Regions from separate parts of the Astyanax mexicanus genome. Here region 1 is linked to region 2. The links are chromatin contacts, called in public Hi-C maps. All regions are on one chromosome and are shown on one strand. The core of a region is the stretch at or near the end of the contact, and the rest is flanking DNA. Distances in the headings are between cores, read along the strand shown.

Region 1 (5,921 bases), core at 2,205-4,704, 36 kb before region 2:
TTCTCTCTCTCTCTCTCTTTCTCACTCTCTGCTCTTTCTCTGTTCTGTTCTGTTGTTTGTTGGGGTGATGATGAAGGTCAGGGTTCTGAGAGACAGCAGCAGCAGCAGAACTGCCGTTAGAGCGACGCTAGTGCAGAACCGGTCACCGGTCAACAGTATGACTCTTATTTTGTTTGTTTGTTTGTTTCTTGGTTTTGTTTTTGTTTGTTTTTAGCGTGAGTATTTGTATTTGTTTCTTGTACAAGGTGAACATTTAGCAGTCAGTGCAGTTCAAAATAAAAGATTCAGTTCTGAAATCCTGTGTGCTCATTTCATCTGGTTTATTTATTCAAAGGGTATTTAATCATTTATTATGAGGAATATTTTTTTTAAGTGATAAACAAACACAAGGTATTGCATAAGTGTGAAATGGAATGAAAATGATACATGGTTTTCAAAAATTTTATCAAATAAAAATTTAAAAAAGGTGCAAAAGTATTCAACCTAAAACCTCTAAATAAAATCCAGTGCAGTCAACTGCTTTTAGAAGTCACTTAATCAGTTAATAGAATCCAGCTGTGTGTAATTTAGTCTCAGTATAAATACAGCTGTTCTGTATCGACCTCAGTGGTTTGTTAGAGACGACTAGTGAACAAACAGCATCACCAAGGACAAAGGAACTCACATGACAGGTCAAAAATAAAGTTGTAAAGAAGAAGTTTATAGCAGGGTTAAGTTACTAAAAACATACCCCAAGTTTTCAGCATCCCAAGGATCAATATCCATCATCCAAAAATAGAAAAAGTATTCTACAACTGCTTCTATAAATCTACCAAGACATGGCCAAAGTCCACCTAAACTAAAAGACCAAGCAAGGAGAGCACCAGTCAGAAAAGCAGCCAAGAGGCCCATGGTCAATCTGGAGGAGTTGCAGAAATCCACAGCTCAGGTGGGAGAATCTGTATACAGGACAACTATCATAAGTCATGCTCTCCACAAATATGGCCTTTATGGAAGATAGTCGACAAGAAATCCACTGTTTAAAGAAACAAATGGATTCTTCTTTGCAGTTGCAGCAAACATGTGGAAGAAGTTGCTGTGGTCAGATGAGACCAGTGTTGCTCTTGAACTGCTCATCACCCTGAACACACCATCCCCACTGTGAAACATGGTGGTGGCAGCATCATGCTGTGAGGATGCTTTTCTTTAGCAGGGACAGAGAAGCTGAAAAGCTGGTCAGAGTTAATAGGAAGATGCATGGAGTTAACACACATACAGGGGAATTCTGTAAAAAAAAACCTGTTGAAGGCAACAACAGACTTGAGACTGGGAAGGAGTTTCACCTTCCAACAAGACAATGACCCTAAACATACAGCGCTACAGAGCTACAGTGGAATGGTTTAGATCAGAGAATATTATATTGAATGAAGAATATTAGAATGGCACAGTCTTAAATCGGATTGAGCTTCTGTGGCAAGACATGAAAATTGCTGGTCACAGACACCCTCCATCCAATTTGGCAGAGCTTGAGCTGATTTATAAAGAAGAATGGGGTAAAAATCTCAGTCTCTAGATGTGAAAGCTGGTGGAGACAAACCCCAAAGCAATTACAGCTGTAATTGCAGCGAGTGGTGGCTCTACTAAGTATTAAGATATACTTTTCAGATATTTATTATCATTTTCATTCCACTTCACACTTATGCAGTACTTTGTGCACTTTGTTTCACTTAAAATCTCAAAAAATAGTAGTTCAAGGGATGAATACTATTGCAAGCCACTGTATTTCTATAATTACAGACTTCTTCAATGGGCAGGACCCAACAGGACCACCACAGAGCAGGTAATAGTTGGGCGGTGGGTTCAGCATTCTCAGCAGTGCAGCAACACTGACATGGTGGTGGATTAGTGTGTTTGTATATGTTGTGCAGCCATTAATAAATTAGGTACAGCAGTGCTGAGTTTTTAAACACTTTAGTCTTGGGCAGCATCTTGTGGGCACTGACGAAGGACTAGAGGATGACCAACACAAACTGGAGCAACAGATGAGCTTCTACAACAGGGGTGTCTAAACTTTTCTTGTTGGGGGCCAGAAGGAGAAATAAATGTGCAGTCACTGGCCACAGACTATATAATAAAACAAATAATGAAATATACCACTCATAATAATATATTTTCTTGAGTACTATCATTTACACATCATTTTACTTCTACTATTTTTGACTGTATTGTGTAAACTAAGATTTTTCAAACTGATGTTTCATTTCATTATGTTTTCCTAAACGCTCAGGAACATTAATGTAGGCAGGGTTGCCAGATCCAACAAAAATATCCAGCCCAAAGTCAGTCTAAAACCCGCCCTTCAGAAGCTTAAACTTGCCCAAAATGTATGTCTATCACTTGTTTGAAGCAAATGGCAAAACAACTATGAGTGTAAGTACTATGACTTAGTATTTTGTTTATTGGGGATTTATTATCAACACTGATATTTATATTAAATTAATAATATTGTAACATTAGTGTTTTATTAGTTCTTTTCATAACAGTTTTATATACCAGTCAAAATATTTAATAGTAACACAATTAGAAAATAAACCTGACTTTTGCCTGACTGTTCTTGTCCCGCCTGAACTCCCTCCTCTCCTCTTTTAACATCTTTAACATTTTTCATCATTTTTCACCCACCCTGAATTTTTGCCCAGACTGGATTTTCAAACAAGCCCAATTTGGCGGAAAAAAACGCAAACCTGGCAACTGTTTTTAGATTGGGTTTATGTGGTAGCGACACCTAGCCTTTAAACTTTAAATCTCATCTCGCCTGTAATAAACACAAACGGCCACAAGGCGGTGCATCAGACTGCTAATCCCCTCAGAAACTAATGGTTGAATCCTAAATTTTTTTAACTAAATCGTAAGGGATAAGGGAACGTTCCAGATCTGTTTCAAAATCGTATAAAGAAAGTCGACCATAATATTAGAACCACTGCCAATAATGAGGTGAAGTGAAACACTCATTATCGGGGTGGAATCTATTTAGGTAGCAAGGGAACAGTCAATTATTTAAGTTGAAGTGTTAGAGCAGAAAAAAACAAACAAGAAGAACCAAACTGTGATGTTTTAGACTACTGGGTCAGAACATCTTCAGACCATCAGGCAGATCTTGTGGGATGTTCCTGCAATGCAGTGGACAGTATCTACCAAAAGTGTCCAAGAAAACAAAACCAGTGACCAGTCTGACAACTCAGCTACACATTGTAATCCACACGACTAATCTGTTCCAACACTTCTTCCTAAGTGTAAAACCGCCTTCTTACAATACCGCAGAATCAGGAGTAAAGCTGTCTTTTCTCTGCTGTGGTGTGCCGGGGAGGAAGCATAAAGAAGAGGGACGAGACAAGCTTCTGGACGAGCTGGTCAGGCGTGCGGGGTCCGTGGTTATGGTGGCAGAGAGGAGGACACTGCACAACTTCTCTCCATCTTGGATGATGATGGTCACCCACTGCATTCCACCATCATGGATAATAGGAGCAGTTTCAGTGGCACGTTCTTGTCACAGAGCGGCTCTACAGACAGACTCAGGAGATCCTTTGTTCCGAGAGCCACCAGACTCTTCGACTCCTCCCAGTGGAGCCGGAAGAGAGAAGACAAGTCTCATATGCTTTTTTAAATCACAGCCTATTTTTGTTTGTACTGTAATCATACTTTGTAACATGTACATCTACACCCGGGGACTCTACTGACATTTTACTGTACATCCTGTATATTCACACCTGTGGACACTACACTACTCACTTAACTTAGTAGATTTTTTTTTTGATATGTTAAGTAAAGAAATATAAAATGTTTATGTCTTCAAACTTATACATAATAATTGAAGAATATATTTTGCTTATGTAAATTAATTGAGATTATCTAATTGTGATTAATTTCAATACCCTACATTGGTTAAATTAGAATTATACTGATAGAACAACTGTGTTGTGTGAAAAAAAATCAATAAATATAGTATATATAAAGAATTTATAAAAAAAATCCTGCAAAAATAAACTTCAAGAAACTCAAAAAACATACAAATAAATCAGCAAAAAAAGGGAAAAGTGGACCTAACCTACCCAGGGCCTAAGTACGGAGAGGAGCCCATGAAAATCCTGATCATTTTTCTCTCATGTTCCTTGTGTACTGGCGTGGATAGGGGCCCACTGACACCGACAGTGTACAGGACCCTCAATTTGCTGATACACCCCTGCTCCTCTCTCCCTGGCTCCTCCCCCCTCGTGCTTCTCTCCCGTGTGTTTGAATCGTTTCCCACCCATTTTCATTTTCCAACTGTTTCCGTTTCACCCGTTTTCGAACCCACTTGCTTTGAGATCTACTGTTCTGCAAGCTTTTTCATCAACCTTCTGGGCTGGAGAGCAGCTTGTCTGTAGCACTCCACATGGGCGTGGTAGAGGGGGAAAAGACTCTCCAGGGCCAGAGAAGAAGAGGGGCTCATGAAAAATCCTAACTTTTTATTTTATTTTATTTTTTTTTTATGCTCACGTTTCTTGTGTACTGGCCTGGATAGAAGCCCACTGACATTAAGAGTGTACAGGGCCCAGAATTTGCTGCTACACCCCTGCCTCTCTGTATATGGCAACACTATAATCCTATTTTCAGCGGCTGTTTTTGGGAGGGCCAATTAGATCCAATTAGCTCAACATTTAATTTTTTTTTTTTTTTTCCTATAGAGAACGTCAGACCTTATCTAAATAAAATCTAGATATTCCAAAATCAGATTAGATTTCTTTTTTTTTTTTTTTTTTTTTTTTTGCTGTGCAGACTACAAACATCTAATCTGGATAATCTGGAAACAGGTATGTGCAGGCAGTCTGAACACAGTCTTTGACTGCATTCACCTCATCAGACTTAAGTGATTCAAATCTGACTTTCTGCCTCAGTGTTGCATAAACCTGATTTATTCAGGGCTGTGTGGACTTTGCAAATCCAGTCTTTTCAAATCTGATTCAAGTCACTTTTAATCCGATTTATAGGCGCGTAACAGGAATGTGAACGGTCAGATCACGAAACCTATTTAATATGTCTATTTTTCTGTATGCATGTGCTTTGTGCCAGATCATCTTCCCCATATTCCACCACAGTTTTCTCTCACTTTTATAGAACATGACAAAAAAAGTAATGAGACACAAAACTGGTTCCTGTCCAATGACGTGCATATCAGCAGTGTACATTATCACTTTTACACCACAAATGTGAATCTGTCGGTTGTTCTTTATATTGTTTCAGAATATGATGGTGAATATACCAGTAGAAATGCCCGAAAATTACTTAAAATAAAATAGTTTTACCTTGTCTTCCACTGAAAGTAGAAAAAAAAAATAATGTTTTTGGTTTGTTAAAAAAACCTTAAGAAAGTGAACTCGGCAGTACAGGATGTAACAGAGAGAGTCGGACACTGGGAGAAGTGTGTGTGTGTGTGTGTAGTTTAATGTTTAGCACACTCTGTAGTAGCTGTGTGTATCAGCCATCCCATCCTGGCCCTGCCCCTCCCACAGAGAAGCACCTAAAGTTGTAACATCAAAAATGAGGTACTAGATAAATCACACATTATACAGGTCAGTACATTTATACAGGAGGGCCGAGGAGGGGGGGGGGGCTCTCACCCCAACAGCAAGAACACACACCTCCGTGCAAAGAAACAGGGGGAGAGGGAGAGAGAGCGAATAAGTATGAGATAGATAGAAGGGAGAGAGTGAAAGAAAAAAAAACAAGTGAGAAATAATAAAAAATAAAACAAAAGAAAGACAGAAGAAGTTTAGGTACGTAAAAGAAAAAAAAAAGAGACAAAAAGAGAAAGTGAAAGGGAAAGGGGTGTAAAATAATTCATACAATCGCACTCCTAAACAAATAAATACAGTCAGTCTTTAAAAACGAAACAAACAGAAACA
Region 2 (6,223 bases), core at 2,749-5,248:
AGAGCTTTTATTTACAGAAATGAGAAACTGACCTTTAAATTATATTAATTGTATTTCATAACGACTTGTATTCGCCTGTTTTCTCGTAATATAACTCGTGTTAATGAAATACTGACTGAATTAATTATTTATTTTCTTATAATTATACCAATGTTTATAAATTACTGACCTGTTCTCACGAAAAAAAATCTTATTTTCTTTGAATTATGGCTATTATTAACAGCTGTGACGCTCAGCTGACTTCTCACACATTTGTTAAAGATTAAATCAATGTTTTTTTCAAAGTTTTGAGAAGAACATGTTTTTCCCAACTCTCTCTCACACAGAGACTAATTAGATTATTAGAAATATATAATTAATCTACGCAATTATATACGTAAAGTTGGGTTTATATATATATATATATATATATATATATATATATATATATATATATATATATATATATATTAGTTTATTAGTTTATATAGCTAGTAACTAGTTAGCTACTCTAGCTAAGTGGTTAGGTGTATTCTGCGCTGTCCTGCTGTTAGCATTAGCTAGCCACAGTGTGTCCACCAAAACAAGCCACTGAGGTAAACAAACCTGGGCTAAAGGCTAGCTAGACAACACAGACAGCTCACTAATTCACTATATTCGCTTATAATAAGAGAAAGTGATGATAAATAAACTTTTAGACTGTGTGTTTATGAATAAATAATGGTGGTAACAGTGTTGGAAATATAACTGCCTCTGCTTTTCTCTACAATTACCTCAGCTAGCTAACCTAGCGTTACCGTGATTAGCATGGCTGCTAGTAGCAGTAGCTGCAGTGCAGGACGGGTTTAATCCCGCTGATCCTTTAAAACGGTCAGAATTAAAACTCACAGCCCTGTTAGACTCTAACTTATGTTATCCAGATAACACTGGATATCTCTCTAAAAACACAAAAAAACAAGAGTAAAACCGCTCACCTTCTCCTGCTCGCCCTCCTCAGTGCTGTTCGCTAGTCTTTCTCTCTCTCTCCCCGAGTCTCCACAGCCGCTCTTCCACCTTTTACCCGATCTTACATTTTATATCCTGATCGATAAACCCCCTCTCTGACTAATCAGAACTGATCACCTGCTGCCCCCCTTAGCCCTAAACACATCTCCGGACCCGCCGCTCCGCAGCTTTAGTGTTATTTAGTGTCCAGTCTTTAATGGCGGAGAGATACGGGAAGCTAAAATAGAGCCTCAGAGGAGGCGAAGCTCAGCGACATGCAGTCATCTGACACACACACACACAATCACACACACACACACACACACACACAATCACACACAGACACACGCTGAGCGGTATACAGTACACACAGCAATACACTGGTAAGGTTGTAGAATAGTACAGTAACATTGAACACAGATTTACAGCAGTGCATCAGTAGAACTGTATACCTATATATATATATATATATATATATATATATATATATATATATATATATATATATATATATATATACATATTAGGGGTGGGCAATATGGCCCTAAAATAGTATCACGATATTTCATGGTATTTTCCCGATACCGATACTCTTGGCGATATGACAGAACACTGAATAGAAAAAATACACTACTGCAACAAAATGAAAATTACACTTTATTATTGCAAACGATATGATATATAATATGGCACACCCCTAACTGAAATATTAAAAAATACAAGAATTTTATAAGATTTGTGACAGAAGTCAATGATCTAGAATGTCATGATACTAATAATAATGCACTCCATATACCTCCATATATCCAGGGTAAAGTAAAATAAATGATACTGGACAGAGGAAATGAGAACAGAGTGAATTTTTCTTTTGCTAAAATCTGCAAAACAAGTAGTACCCTGATGTGATATTTAGTCATGGGTGATATGGCACAATATGTCAGGGTCTAATATTGTTACCATAATAAAAAAATGTTGGTGATATTATTGCGTACGATATGATGTGGCACATCCCTAATATATATATATGAAAGGGTAAATGGGTGGATGAATAAATTAATAAATGAGTAGCTTTATGGATGCATGGAAGGACGCTAAACAGATGAAGGAATGACTAAACAAAGGGGTGGAAAAATGACTGAACTGCAGGAAACTCTGGGAGGGAGTAGAAAGTTTGGTGTATGGTCAGATAGGGTGGAAGTGTGAGTGAATGAATTAATCAGTCAGACTCTAATCTTTACATGAGCAAGACCAAAGAGTTTTCTAAGGATGTCAGGGACAAGATCATAGACCTGGACAAGGCTGAAATGGGCTACAAAACCATAAGTAACACGCTGGGTGAGAAGGAGATAACTGTTATAAAAAGAAAATAGAAGAAATACAAAATGACTGTCAATCGACATCGACCTTAGGCTCCAGGCACCTCACCTCATGGGGTATCCTTGATCATGAGGAAGGTGAGATCAGCCTAAAACTAAATGGGGGAACTTGTTAATGTTCTCAAGGCAGCTGGGACCACAGTCAGCAAGAAAACCATTGGTAGCACATGACGCCGTAATGGAATAAAATCCTGCAGTGCCTGCAAGGTCCCTCTGCTTAAGAAGGCAGATGTGTAGGCTCATCTGAAGTTAGCCAATGAACACCTGGATTATTCTGAGAGTGATTGAAAGAAGGTGCTGGAGAAAGAGAAATGCTGACTATGACCCAAAGAACACTGCCCGCACTGTCAAACATGGAGGTGGAAACATTATGGGTTTTAAGGTTGTTTCTCTGCTAATCCTGTAGCACTACTGTTAAGCACACAGCAATACAGTAGTACAATAATATAATGCTCTCAGCCTTAAATAACTATAACGTAGCTGTATAGCACACAATAGTTAAGTTATATGTAACGCACCATAGTGCTGTAGTACTGTAATATATATCACACACAGCCGTATTACAGTATTACAGCTGTTCATGTTGGATAGATAAGTAAAAGGGCGGGTCGATATATGGAGGAATGAATGGGTATATATGTATAGGTGATATGACATGGGACAAAAAAAGGGTTGGTTGGGTATATGAACTGGTGCAGGGGTTGTTGGACAGATAGACCAAGCAGATATCATTCCCGGATGGACAGATGAATAAATGCATTAAAAGATTGTGGATAGTAGTCTGATAAATGGATGGATGGATGGACGGCTGGATGGATGATTAAATTAATAAAGGAGTAGATTTATGGACGCATGGATGGACAATGAACTGATGAATAATGAGTTAAGATGATGGACGAACAAACAGATGAATGACTAAACAGAGGGATGAGAGATGACTGAACTGATGGACTGACAGGGCAGAAAACTCTGGGATGGAGTAGAAGGGTTGGTGTATGGTTCAATAGGGTGGAAGTTTGGGTGAATGAATGAATGAATAAATAACAGAATGAATGGATGGGTACTGTATATGGTTGGGTTGGATCTGTTGGTTCTGGTTCAGCTCTTGGACCACTCTCCTTTAGATAAATATCCGTTCTAAGTTCCCAGATGCCAAAAGCTGTTGCTAAGATCTTGCTGATTGTTTTTTTTTTTTTTTTGTGGTGTTTTCAGAGAGTTTTTATAATGTTGCTAGGCGGTTTTTATGATGTTTCAGATAGGCTTTACACTAGATGGTGGAACATTGGTGTAAGGATTTGACTGCATTTAGCCAAGAGAGTGAGAGCATCTGTTGATGCTATGGTATTCCAGATAGTTGCTAGGTTGTTGCTAAGATATTCATGACACCAACGTGGTCATTTTGAACTGGTCATTCTGGTCAAGCTCAGTCATACTGGTTGTCTTTTTCAGGTTAATGATGCTTGTTGACCAGCTAAACCATCAAACTCCAACATACTGGTTTGAGAGCTAAGCTGGAGAGTCATAGTTAGTCATAGTTATCTCTCGGTATTGTTTAAATAAATATCAAACACCCAGATAAGTTGTCCTAATGTTTTGGCTTCTGTTTGTTGTCGGCGGGGCGGGGCCCATTCATCGCCCCGCCCCGCCTCTTCGTTACGTCACCAATCATGGCTGCGCGCGTGTGCCGGCTCCATCACGTCTCCCTGCACGTGTCTAACGCTGTACGTGTGGCCGGTGCGCTCGCCTCGCGCTTCCAGTTCGTGGCGGTGGGCGCGCGGGTCACGGCCCGCTCGCGGCAGCTCGCGCTGAGGAAGGGCTCGGCCGTGTTCGTCGTGAACGAGCGGCGCGACACCGGCGTGACCTGGACGGAGGCGGAGGAGAACGGGCAAGGGTACCTGTACGACGTGCGGCCGTGCTACGCGGTGGACAGCGCGTGCAACGTGTGCTTTGAGGTGGAGGATGTGACCGAGTCGTGCGCGCGACTGAGCGACCGGGGCTGCGACGTGCTCGTACCCCCGACGGAGGTGTGCGACCCCGATGGGGGCGGCTCCGTCACCTACTCCGTGATTCGGTCGGTGGTGGGAAACGTGTGCCACACGCTGCTGGACCGGAGCCGTTACCAGGACCAGGGCGGGTTTCTGCCGGGGTTCCAGCGGGTCGGGGACGGAACCGACTCGGAACCGGACTCTCGATGCCCGGTGACTCACTTCGACCACGTGACGTTCGCCTGTCCGAGACGCAGCACCGGAGAGGTGATGAAGTGGTACCAGGAGAACTTTGGGTTCCAGAGGTTCTTCATCGGCAGGTCTGAACCTCAGAATCTCCTGCTGATGCAGGACATGCTGCTAAGATATTGCTTGGTGGTTGCCAAGGTGTAATTAGTGGTTGCTATAGTATTGCTAGGTCATTCCTATGGTGTTTTTGGTGGTTGCATACTTAAAGAGGTAATAGACAGTTAGGTTGTTGCTAGGCTTAAATATTGCAAGGTGGTTGCTATGGCGTTTTAGAGAGGTAAGTTGTTGCTATGCAGTTGCTATGGTATTCTAGGTAGTTGCTGTGGTGCTGCTAGGTAGCTTGCAGGTGTTAAGGTATTAGGCTGGACAATTGCTACAGTGTTGCTATGGTGTACTTGGTGGATGCTAGGGGTATTTCAGATGCTAGCCACCACCGATACTCTCATTGTCTCGGCTGAATACAGTCAAATTCAATGTTCCACCATCTAGATTAAAGCCTGAAAATATTACAGAAACACTCACACAACAGCATAAAACCGGTATTGAAGCACCATAGAAGCCATTCAGCAGGATCTCAGCAACCAACCGGTCCAAGAGCTGAACCAGAACCAACAGTCCAGAGGTTCTTCATCAGCAGGTCAGAACCTCCTGTGGAGACTCTACTCTAGATGTTGAATATGTCATGCAGTTGCTATGGTATTCAAGGTAATTGCTAGGGCGTTGCTAGGATGCTGTTAGGTGTTTATTAAGGTATTTGCTATGGTACTGCTAGGAAGCTGGTAAGTGTTTAGATATTAGGTTTAGCCAGATATTGGTTAATGATTGGCGAGGTGTTTAGATATTGCTACAGGTTTTTCAGATTTCAGTTGCTAGGGCATGTCCAAGTAGCTATTAGGTGGTTTCTATGGCGTTTTAGACATTTGTTGGGGTGTTGCTGGGACATTGGTATGGTGTATTTAGTTTTTTTGTTGTTTATAGGTATATGTTTGAGTAAAATGAACATTTAATATTTTTTTTTTTTTTTTTTTTTTTACAAACTACGGACAACATTTGTCCCATATTCCAAATAATAATATTGTTATTTAAAGCATCTATTTGCAGAAAATGAGAAATAGCTGAAATAAACAAGATGCAAGATGCTTTCAGACCTCAAATAATGCAAAGAAAACAAGTTTATATTCATTAAGTTTTAAAGGTTTAAAAATCAATATTTGGTGGAATAACCCCTGGTTTTCTCCTTCACCAGTCTTACACACTGCTTTTGGATAACTTTATGCCACTCCTGGTGCAAAAATTCAAGCAGTTCAGTTTGGTTTGATGGCTTGTGATCATCCATCTTCCTCTGAATTATGTTTCAGAGGTTTTCAATTTGGTAAAATCAAAGAAACTCATTGTTAAGCAATCTCTTATTTTTTTTCCAGAGATGTATCATATAAAATATTTCATTTTTTTCCAATATGATAAATTCAGTAAATTAATAGTATATTAACAGTTGTATAGTTTTGGGGAGCTGACCGTGCATTCTAACTATTTATTAAAAGTTGTGTGTGTGTTTGTTTATTGGAGCAGTAATGAGGACGTGGATGAGGGCTATGTTCTGAATCAGGATGGGATCGGACTGCGTCTGACGGCGATGGAGTACTGGAAATG

The links. Hi-C and Micro-C count contacts between places; a contact is called where the count stands out from the background.
Region 1: a contact with region 2 is called in a Hi-C map of blood, with 2.2 times the contacts expected there. The contact joins the enhancer-like site here to the promoter of hpdl in region 2. A contact is called at or near these places in 2 of 3 Hi-C or Micro-C datasets (blood and muscle).

What each region holds. Positions count from the first base shown.
Region 1 is chr15:18,382,249-18,388,169 of AstMex3_surface, reverse strand. It overlaps zranb1a (zinc finger, RAN-binding domain containing 1a), which reads right to left. Exons shown (of 11, transcript XM_049464734.1): 11 at 5,438-5,921. LOC103043993 (C-terminal-binding protein 2) reads left to right here. Exons shown (of 10, transcript XM_022666037.2): 10 at 1-296. Among protein-coding and RNA genes, the nearest start is that of zranb1a, 34 kb to the right of the region's middle. Within about 2 kb of position 3,454, the one cell type or tissue checked has an H3K27ac peak away from gene starts, as active enhancers do.
Region 2 is chr15:18,346,583-18,352,805 of AstMex3_surface, reverse strand. hpdl (4-hydroxyphenylpyruvate dioxygenase-like) reads left to right here and starts at 3,998. Exons shown (of 5, transcript XM_022666034.2): 1 at 3,998-4,644; 2 at 6,143-6,223. The coding sequence starts at 4,007. zranb1a (zinc finger, RAN-binding domain containing 1a) reads right to left here and starts at 1,254. Exons shown (of 11, transcript XM_049464734.1): 1 at 954-1,254.